3 separate regions of the Sus scrofa genome follow, and all the other regions are linked to region 1. Evidence: chromatin contacts called from public HiChIP or PLAC-seq data. All regions are on one chromosome and are shown on one strand. Each heading gives the region's core, a stretch centred on a gene start, on an enhancer-like site or on the middle of the called end of the contact. The rest is flanking DNA. Distances are from core to core; before and after follow the strand shown. Region 1 has its middle 110 kb from the start of SEPT7. Region 2 overlaps LOC102161969 (a long non-coding RNA gene). Region 3 overlaps EEPD1 (endonuclease/exonuclease/phosphatase family domain-containing protein 1).

The links. HiChIP or PLAC-seq counts read pairs in DNA pulled down with a chosen protein or histone mark.
Region 2: an H3K27ac HiChIP or PLAC-seq map of skeletal muscle shows a contact between it and region 1. The contact joins two enhancer-like sites. A contact is called at or near these places in 30 of 47 Hi-C or Micro-C datasets (adipose tissue, alveolar macrophages, blood and 16 more) and 2 of 2 datasets of contacts at active chromatin or transcription factors (alveolar macrophages and skeletal muscle).
Region 3: a contact with region 1 is called in an H3K27ac HiChIP or PLAC-seq map of skeletal muscle. The contact joins two enhancer-like sites. A contact is called at or near these places in 1 of 47 Hi-C or Micro-C datasets (embryonic fibroblasts) and 2 of 2 datasets of contacts at active chromatin or transcription factors (alveolar macrophages and skeletal muscle).

What each region holds. Positions count from the first base shown.
Region 1 is chr18:38,071,988-38,075,089 of Sscrofa11.1, reverse strand. No RefSeq gene overlaps it. Among named protein-coding and RNA genes, the nearest start is that of SEPT7, 110 kb to the left of the region's middle. Within about 2 kb of position 1,444, at least 26 of the 83 cell types and tissues checked have an H3K27ac peak or open chromatin away from gene starts, as enhancers often do. A contact at or near this core is called in fetal skeletal muscle, liver, retroperitoneal adipose tissue and 2 more, where this site is marked.
Region 2 is chr18:38,257,504-38,260,605 of Sscrofa11.1, reverse strand. The region is part of intron 2 of LOC102161969 (a long non-coding RNA gene); the gene reads left to right. Among named protein-coding and RNA genes, the nearest start is that of HERPUD2, 25 kb to the left of the region's middle. Within about 2 kb of position 1,610, at least 27 of the 83 cell types and tissues checked have an H3K27ac peak or open chromatin away from gene starts, as enhancers often do. A contact at or near this core is called in fetal skeletal muscle, liver, retroperitoneal adipose tissue and 2 more, where this site is marked.
Region 3 is chr18:37,911,662-37,914,763 of Sscrofa11.1, reverse strand. The region is part of intron 2 of EEPD1 (endonuclease/exonuclease/phosphatase family domain-containing protein 1); the gene reads left to right. Among named protein-coding and RNA genes, the nearest start is that of EEPD1, 36 kb to the left of the region's middle. Within about 2 kb of position 1,458, at least 4 of the 83 cell types and tissues checked have an H3K27ac peak or open chromatin away from gene starts, as enhancers often do. A contact at or near this core is called in skeletal muscle, where this site is marked.

The DNA of each region.
Region 1 (3,102 bases), core at 195-2,694:
AAGAGAACAAGAGCTCTACCCATGACGGTTTGAAAAATCTCAGGGAAGAATTGCAACAGGCTCAGGAGGGTGAATGCACAACTGTGGTCACAGATAACTACTGTGAGCCTAACAGCACCCCTGCTTCCCCACAAACTTGTCTTCCCCTAGAGATTAGTGGTAAATGAGGTATCAATTCTGCAGCCAACCTGGGCCTTTGAATCAGCTCAACTCACCTACACCCCGCACTCCATCTCTGAGCTTCCTGTGTTGGCTTGTAGAGCTCCACCTGGCCTCCAACCTTCTTCCCTGCATCCAGGGAGCCCTTGAACTTGGCCCCAACAGACTGCACCTCTCCCCCTCTCTCCTTGCTGCCCACCCTGGATTAGGGTTTACATTGGACCCTACTCTATGGGTCATGGATGCACCCAAAAGCCCACAATTCAGGGCTTCCCGGCTCCCAGGGCTGACTTCCCTTAGTACCCCCCCCCCCCCCCGCCACAGACCTTTAAATACCTCCTCCCTGTTTACTGATTTTTTGAAATGAAATTTTTTCTTCTGATTTTCAATTTTGGCAAAAAGTGCTTTTTTCTGAACCATTTTTGAATTATTTGCAGCTTCAAGCCCCTTGTATTACTTAGGTGTGTATTTCCTAGAAACAAGGAAATTTTCATATCAGAGTATAAAGATCAAAATGATGAAATTTAATGAATTTTTTAATAAAACTTAGAAACATTTACAGATCCTCTGTCAGGTAACTGGCAGGTTGATGTCAGGAGGCCTTGGTCCCTTGGCACATGGACCTGCTTAGGGTCCTATCTTCAAATATATATTTGAGTTCATAGCCTATTTTGCATTATGGCCCAAAGCCCCCAATTCTGGCTGTTGTGCTTGCATATTCCTTCAAATAAATTTCAAGGGGATCAACTCAGCATCTCTGGCCCTGGACCTCTTCAGGATGGGATCAGTGCCCACGTCGACACCTGAGTCTGAGGTCCAGTCTCCCAGTTCACTTCTCTCTCCGTCATGTGGGATGAACTCATTTTTTCTCATTTATTCACTCATTCATTCTCATTCCATCTAACTTCTGAGCAGGGGACAGCCAGGGACAGGGGTGCATGCTCCCTCGCTTCAGGAGAGCCCACCCTAGAGAAATTAGCAGGAAGCACGCGGAAGGGTCACCTTAGCCCAGGACCACAGTCACAGAAATTAGGTGTGGTCAAATGTATTCCTATTTGAAGCCTGGGCGATAGCTGAGACCCTCAGGCGCACCTCTCTCACATCGTAGGCGGTGCCTTAGGTGTCCCCCACCCCGCGCTGAGACTTCTGCTTGTGGAGGGATGAGACTGGAATCCGCTGCAGCCTGCAGAGGGGCTTCAGAGATGAAAGCCCCTGGAGGTGGCGGCCCCAGCCTGGCCCTGCTGGTGCTGGGTAAGGCGGGCTCTTCTCTGCCCCCTGGCGGCCATAGGCGCCCGCGCAGGGCCAGGCTCCCCTTGCAAGGGGCCCACGCGGCCGCCCTGCACGCTCAAGCTCCTTCCCTCTTGACCTGCATTCCTTGGGGTCAAGCCGGGGTTGGGATTTCTGAGGACAGCCCCTACCTTACTCCCAAGGGTCGCCATTGGAGCGTCAGTGGTGGATGGTGGTCGTTAGGACAGAAGGTGGCAGCATCTTCATGCACGCTGTGACCTCCCTTCAGGATGTGGCTTTCCAGGGGGACTCTTAGAGCGCCTGCCCTTGAATTCCACACCACTCAATAGTAGGATTTTATTTTGCTTCAGAAATACTTTAAGACGTAGTATTTTTATTTATTGAGGCAAAAATTTAAAGAATGCTACAAAAGTAACTTTGACCTTTGAAACAGAACATTACAACCAAACATAAAGTAAACACGACCGGTTTAAAAGTTCCTCGAAATGTTAAACAGAGAATTACCATACGACCCAGATATTCCACTTCTGGGCATATACCCAAAAGAAGTAAAAGCAGGGACCAGAGCAGACATTTGCACATCTGTGTTCATAGCAACATTATTCGCAATAGCCAAAAAGTGGAACAAACCCAAGCGTCTATGGACGGATGAAAGGATAAACAGAATGTGGTGGATACATACGGGAGATCATTTATCAGCCATAAAAAAGGAAGGAAATTCTGACACAGGCTACAGCATGGATGAACATGCTAAGTAAAAAAAGCCAGACACCAAACACAGAAGGACAAATGTATGATTCCATTTGTATGAAATATCTAGAATACGCAAATTAGAGGGACAGAAAGTAGATCAGATATTACTGGGCCTTGAGGGGAGAGGGAATAGGAAGTTGATGCTTAATGGGTACAGAGTTTTGGGTTGGTATGTTGAAAATTTTTTTAAATGGTGGTGATGGCTATAAATGGTGAATGTAATTAATGTCCCTGAATTGTATACTTAAAATGGTTCATATTATGTATTTTTGACCATAATTTAAAAAACAGAAAGAAAAGAGAACACTGAATTTACCTCTCTACCTACCATTCTACTTCCCGGAGGCCAGGAGCCGTCGAATGACTTTAATGGCGTCTGGAGTCAAGTAAGTGGACGGGGAAGGATTTGAGCAAGATCACTGTGGATAGCCCAGCTCAAAGCAGCCAGCAGCCATGGTCAAGAGCCTTCCACACCCTCACATCTTCCCGCGAGCACCACTGGGTGAGTCATCACTTCTTCATTCTTCTCTCTTTACAGTCCAGTGGGGACTGGCCTTGGCCTGGACTTGGTCTGGGCTTTGGTATACTGGGCCCAAGTTTCCCTGAGACAGAGTGACAGTGTTCTAGACCCCAGTGCCGCAGGTTCAAAGCTCATATTAGCGCAATGGGCAGGAGGCTCTGGTGGCCTCCCAGAGGCCCCTCTCTCTTCCTTAAACCCCATGGCTAGGGCTACCGTGCCCTCTGAAATCTCAAGCTCCCTCTCCCTGTCCCATCACTGTCTCTACCCACTCCTGTCCTCACCTCAGAGACCACACTCTGCCTCGCCAACCTCCCTCCCCAACCCTGTGGGCAGCATTGCCCAACATCAGACTTCTGCTTATGTCTCCAAAAACCAGGAGGGAAAAGTTTGAACTTTGCTGTTTTTTTAAAAAGACGTCAAGT
Region 2 (3,102 bases), core at 361-2,860, 190 kb before region 1:
CCAAGAGTTTACCTTGTGGTTTGGCTTTATCAGTATGTGGGTATAAGCAAGTGCCAGCAGCTAAACTGATAGCTGCCAAGAGAGGCAGAAAGCAAGAGTGTTGGATAAAACACGATGGCAGAAGAAGACACCATAGGAGTTGTTGAGACATGGGTTAGGAAGTAGATGGCCAAACTGGCAGAGGCTGCTGGGCCTGATCAGGCACCAAGAATGACAGAGAGACTGGCACAGGTGAGTGGCAGTTACTGGACAGGACAGACCAGATTGAACAGTACTATAGCTGAGGCCATGTGGGCATTGACTCAGGGAAGTTGAGGCACTTATGAAAAAAGTAGACAGACCCAGTAGGTAAGCCAAAGTAGTGAGTGGTCAGGATGAACAGAGACAGGGCAGGCCAGATGGCTCTTACTCTGTGTCCAACCTTCCAGCTTCCATCAAATAACCAAATTAAAATAAATCAATTTAAGCCAAGGTCAATTTTAAATTCTATGTTTTGCTGGTAAAACAGAATCATTAACTATATCAATAATGTCTGTCCTAAACCCATTATGAAATGGGAGCAATTGTATTCTTTATTATTGGTCTGGATATGTTCAACAAAAAAAGAAAGGATGAAGGCAAAACCATGCAACTATTTTTTTTTAAAACTGATGCACATTAATAAGATCTAGGGAATCTTGAAGAGATTTAATTGATAGTGTTGAGATTTATATAATTTTATGTTGTAAATTCATTTTCGAGGAATAATTTACTTCAACTAGTCACATTTTTATCTTCCACTAAATTGTAAATTTAATTTAATGAAAATAACTACTATTTAAATACTAACATAGTCCTTTTCTTTATATAAAACATAAAAGAGGAGTTCCCATTGTGGCTTATTGGTAACAACCCTGATTATTATCTGGCCTCAGGTTCAATCCCTGGTTTCGTTCAGTGGGTTAAGTATTTGGCGTTGCCATGAGCTGCAGTATAAGCTGAAGTTGGGGCTCTAATCTGGCATCGCTGTGGCTGTGGCGAAGCCCGGCAACCCCTAGCCTGGGAACTTCCATTTGTTGTGCACATGCGGCCCTAAAAAGCAAAAAAAAAAAAAGAGAGAGAAAGAGAGATTGTTTATGTATGTATACATATATGTGTCAAGACTGAAAATGAAACTCGGGTTCAAGACTTTAGCTAAGCACAGATAATTGACAAACTCACGAGTTAGAACTTACAAAATTCCATTGTGAAGTTGACTAACTTGTTAGTGTAAATAAGACTATCAGCATATAAAAAAAGGTAACCCTGTCTCAGTTGTAGCTATAGATTGCAAATCTTGTGTTCGTTCACATGTTTGCCAATAGATCTAAAGACTTTACTGAAAGCAGAAAATAATTAGAATGAAAACGGAAGTGTAAATACAATCCTAGTTGATTAATATGCTCATTGTACTTCTTTCTTATGATACTAGCAAATATTCCGTTTTTAAGTTGATCTGTGATACATTCAGCAGTATCATGGGAGCATAATTTTTTTAAATGGTTTGTCCAAAGTTTCTATCAATCCCTCCTAGCAACAGAACTAAGTGTTAGTTATTGCTGCCTGAGTTACAACAGCTGCCCTGGTAAGCTTGTCCAAATGGCGAATTAAATGCTATTCACAGTAATATCTGGTCTTTCCCACCCCCAAACATACACAGAAGATTTTTGTCATTCCTCACATTGGGCAATAGAAGTAACTCTAAAGGCAAAACGTCCTTCCACCTGTTTTATGCAGTAAGACAGACTCCAAGTGCGAGGTGGTGAAGGGCTGTTTCCTTGAATGGCAGCTGAATGTGCCAGCAGGATCTTTGGCAGCAACACCCGGGCACTGAAGCTGGGCATTCAGGAGAACTACATGGAGAAAAGAAACTTGAGCACACTGCTTCCTGGAACACTGAGAACCTGAATGGGAAATTAAGAAGCACCAGATTCTCTCTAGCCTTACACCAGCCAAGGTCAGATTTCCAAGCTCCTATTTATTCTAATCATTCCCCCCAAAGTGCTATTGCAATTGATGAAATAATGAAAATGCCCTCTTTTCCTTTTAGAAAATAGTGTTATTTACTGCTGTATTATGCTCCTGCTTGAAAAAATTTTTCCCATCCTGAAGTAACAGCTTCTTACCACAAATCAAGTAAGACCATGGTGAAGAGGTTGAAGGGAGACAAGGACTTACTCTGCATCTCAAAGGGCAGCTCCCTGGGAGAGGGTGCTGGATAGGCCAGCTTGCTTGTTGACCATCTTGCTAACAGAAAGCTGGGGCTAAAGTCTGACCTCTGCCAATTTGGCAGACACATATCTCCTCACTCAGCAGGACACCTAAGCAGGGACAAACTTAGGCAGGAGTAACTGCCACAGTAGAGCACTTATTGCCAGGAAAGAGGGTAAATCCATAGCAAAAGACCCAGGGCAAGTCACGGGCTTTTATTAAATGGGTGCTATCTGCCTGGCGCCCTCTGGAACCCAGTTTCAAACCTAAAACCTAGCAGTTTAGGAGAATAATAACCACCATCTGAGGGGGCAGGGGAGAATTTCTTTAGCAATTTTTTTTTTTTTTTTTTTTTAGCAATTTTCAGTTTTGCAGGAAGCTTTAAGGAATCGTTTACTCAAAAGCCTCAAGGATGATTTTAGTTAGAAAAAAAAAAAAAAAAAAGCTTGACTCCTTGGTTTCCTCTTGGGAAGATAAATTCATTATTATTTAACAAATGTGTTTGCTTATAAACAAATTCTTTCAAAACAGGATTCTGTCGGGGAAACTCACATTAAAAGGAGTTTTTCCATGAGGAAGAGATTAGAAAATCCTGTCCTGGCAAAAATTCTTAGGGGATAATTTTTAAAATTGTTTTCATAAAATTTGCAGTGGCTAACTTCCCGTTAAACTCTGTATCTAATTCAATCAAAGTACTAATGACTTTAGAAGATTGTTGGAGGAGTGGCTGTGGGAAATTCCAGAGCTGCTGCTGCCTGCAGAGACTTCTTTACTGACTGTCTCAGATCCCAGACAATGCCTTATTTGCCAGAGCTGCAAGGAAATGGCAGAAATTTAGTAAAAGTAGGTTCTTGCTTAAGCCAAGGGAACTTC
Region 3 (3,102 bases), core at 209-2,708, 160 kb after region 1:
TCAGATGGTAGTTCTATTTTAGTTTTCTAAGGAAACTCCAAACTGTTTTCCACAGTGGTTGCACCAATTTACAATCCCACCGACCAGTGTAATAGGGTTCCTTTTTCTCCACACTCTCCAACATTTATTGTTTGTAGACTTTTTGATGATGGCCATTCTGGTGGGTGTAAGGTGGTACCTCATCGTGGTTTTGATTTTCATTTCTCTAATAATGAGTGATGTTGAACATCTTTTCATGTGTTTTTTGGCCATCCATATGTCTTCTTTGGAGAATCGTCTGTTTAGATCTTCTTCCCATTTTTTAATGGGATTGTTTGTTTTTTTGGTATTGAGAGGTAGGAGGTGTTTATAAATTTTGGAGATAAATCCCTTGTCAGTTGATTCATTTACAAATATTTTCTCCAACTCTGTGGGTTGTCTTTTCATTTTGTTTAGGGTTTCCTTTGCTGTGCAGAAACTTTTAAGTTTAATTAAGTCCCATTTGTTTATTTTTGTTTTTACTGTCATTACTCTAAGAGGTGGATCTGAGAAGATGTTTCTCTCATTTATGTTGGAGCATCTTGAATTTTTGAACTATGTGAGTGTATCACCTCTCAAAATTACATACAAATAAAAGGTGCCTAATATCACTGCAAATAAAATTTTACATAAGAGGACTGATTATTCTCCTGTAATTACACTTGGCCCTCTGTATCTCTGGGTTCCACATCCACAGATTCAACCAACCTTGAATCAAACATATTTGGAGGAATAAATTCCAGCAAGTTCCCAGAAGCAAAACTTGAATTTGCTGCGTGCCGGCAAATGTTTAGGTAACATTTACATTGTTTCAGGCGTTATCAGTTACTATAATCTAGAGATGATTTAATGTATACAGGAGGATGTGTCTATGTTCTATGCCAACACTAAGCCAGTTTATATAACGGACTTGAACATCCTCGGGTTTTGCTATCTGAGGGGGTCCTGAAACCAGTCCCCCTGTGGATACCTTCAGACAACTGTTGAAACCAAACTAATCTCAGCTGCTTTTGCCCTAAGTTCCCACCGAGCTCTCAAGGCAGGAGCCAACTCCAGCTCCCCAGCTGGGATCCATCTGTGCCATCAAACAGCAGAGGCAATGAGGTTCCTTCCTTTCAGCCCTTGGATGCAGGAGGCAGGCACACAGAGGAGGCAGGCACCAAAACAGCGCCCTTGACCTTTAATCCAGCATCCCTTACCTTTTTACCCTTTTAAAGTTCTACTCTGTTTCTGAAGATGCTTTTGGGGTGTTCAGTGCATCACACTGACCTTCGCCCTCTTGCCTCTTCCTTCCTCCATGGACAGCGGGTGCCATGGCAACCCTAAAGCCCTGGTGCAGGTGATTCAGGGCTTCTAGGTGGACAGGGCCAGGCAGGCCACAGAGAGAAGGCCCAGAGGGATGCCAGGCCTTGCTTGTAAGCCCCCACTCCTGAGCCAGCTCACATGCCCAACTGTCATAACTGTTCTCGCTGAGTCCAAGCAGCTGCCTGTGGACCGTTCTGAGTGTCTTAGCAGGTGCAGATGGCACGCACGGATCATCGTGTTCAAAACCTGGCTCGCCTGGCGCAGGTTTTGTACTTGGCAAACAGGCAATCTAGCTGTGTTCCTGGGAGATGATAATGAAGACCCGGTGAGCCTGAGCATGGTCGCTTTTTGAGACGATCCGCTCACATCCACGTAGTAGCCCTGCCTGATGGAGGCCTCTGCAGAACTGCAGCCTTCCTGCTGTGCTGCTGTGCTGTTGAATCCTACTCTGTGGCGGTGTTGTTAGGATGTTGTCGTCAGTGCAGCAGCCTCACCCCTGATGCAAGAACAGCTGTGCTCTGAAGCATTGTTATGTTTTTGTTTGTTTTCCTCAGACGAGGTGACTTTTTCCACAGCGGTGTACCTTTCTGCTCAGGCCGCTCCAAGCACAGGTCGGTACTCGAGTGCTGTTAATTGTGGAGGTCTCACACCCCCGATGGGCTTTCCCTCTGCGCCTGTCTCCCCATGCTAGCCAGATTCTTCCTTGTTTTTTAAATTGATACTGCAGTTGATTATGTATCCTCACAAATAGCCGGAAATTCCGTAGGAAGCAAGGCCAAATATAAGCAAAGAAGCAGATTTTGTTGTGTGTCTTGGGTTCTTCCATTCCTGACCTAATTTATTTATTCTTTTTAATTTTCTCTAGAACAAGGGCAGCGAGATTGTTTTTCTGCAAAGGGTCAGATAGTAAATACTTTAGATAGTTATCCATGTGGTAGCATAAAAGCAGTCACGGGTAAATGAATCACGGTTGTGGTCCAATGAAACTTGATGGACACTGACATTTGAATTTCATATAATTTTCTCATATCACAAAATATCATTTTGGGGTATTTTTCTTTCTTTCTTTTTTTTTTTTTGTCTTTTGTCTTTTGAGGGCCAAACCCACAGCATGTGGAGGTTCCCAGGCCAGGGGTCAAATCAGAGCTGTAGCTACCAGTCTGCACCACAGCCACAGCAACACCAGATCCGAGCCGCATATGCGACCTATACCACAGCTTATGGCAATGCTGGATGAGTAACCCACTGAGTAGGGCCAGGAATTGAACCCATGTCCTCATGGATACTAATCGGGTTCCTTAACCACTGAACCACAATGGGAACTCCCATTTGGGAGTATTTTCAACCATTAAAAAACATGGAAAGCATTCTTAGTTTATAGGCTATACCCAAACAGCTGTCTGGCTGGACATGGCCCATGGGTTTGCAGTTTCCTGATGCCTGTCCCAAACCCCTGATGTGTTTTGCTCACTTCTAAAAAGAGGAGAGATTGGGAGTTCCTGTCGTGGCTCAGACGGTTAAGGAACCTGACTAGTATCCATGAGGACACAGGTTCGATCCCTGGCCTCGCTCGGTGGGTTAAGTATCCAGCATTGCCGTGAGCTGTGGTGTAGGTCACAGACGCGGCTTGGATCTGGCATTGCTATGGCTGTGGTGTAGGCTGATGGCTACGGCTCTGAGTGACCCCTAGCCTGGGAACCTCCATGCGCCTTGGGTGTGGCCCTGAAAAGACAATAAATAAATAAATACATACATGCATAAGAGGGATTATGCACCCTC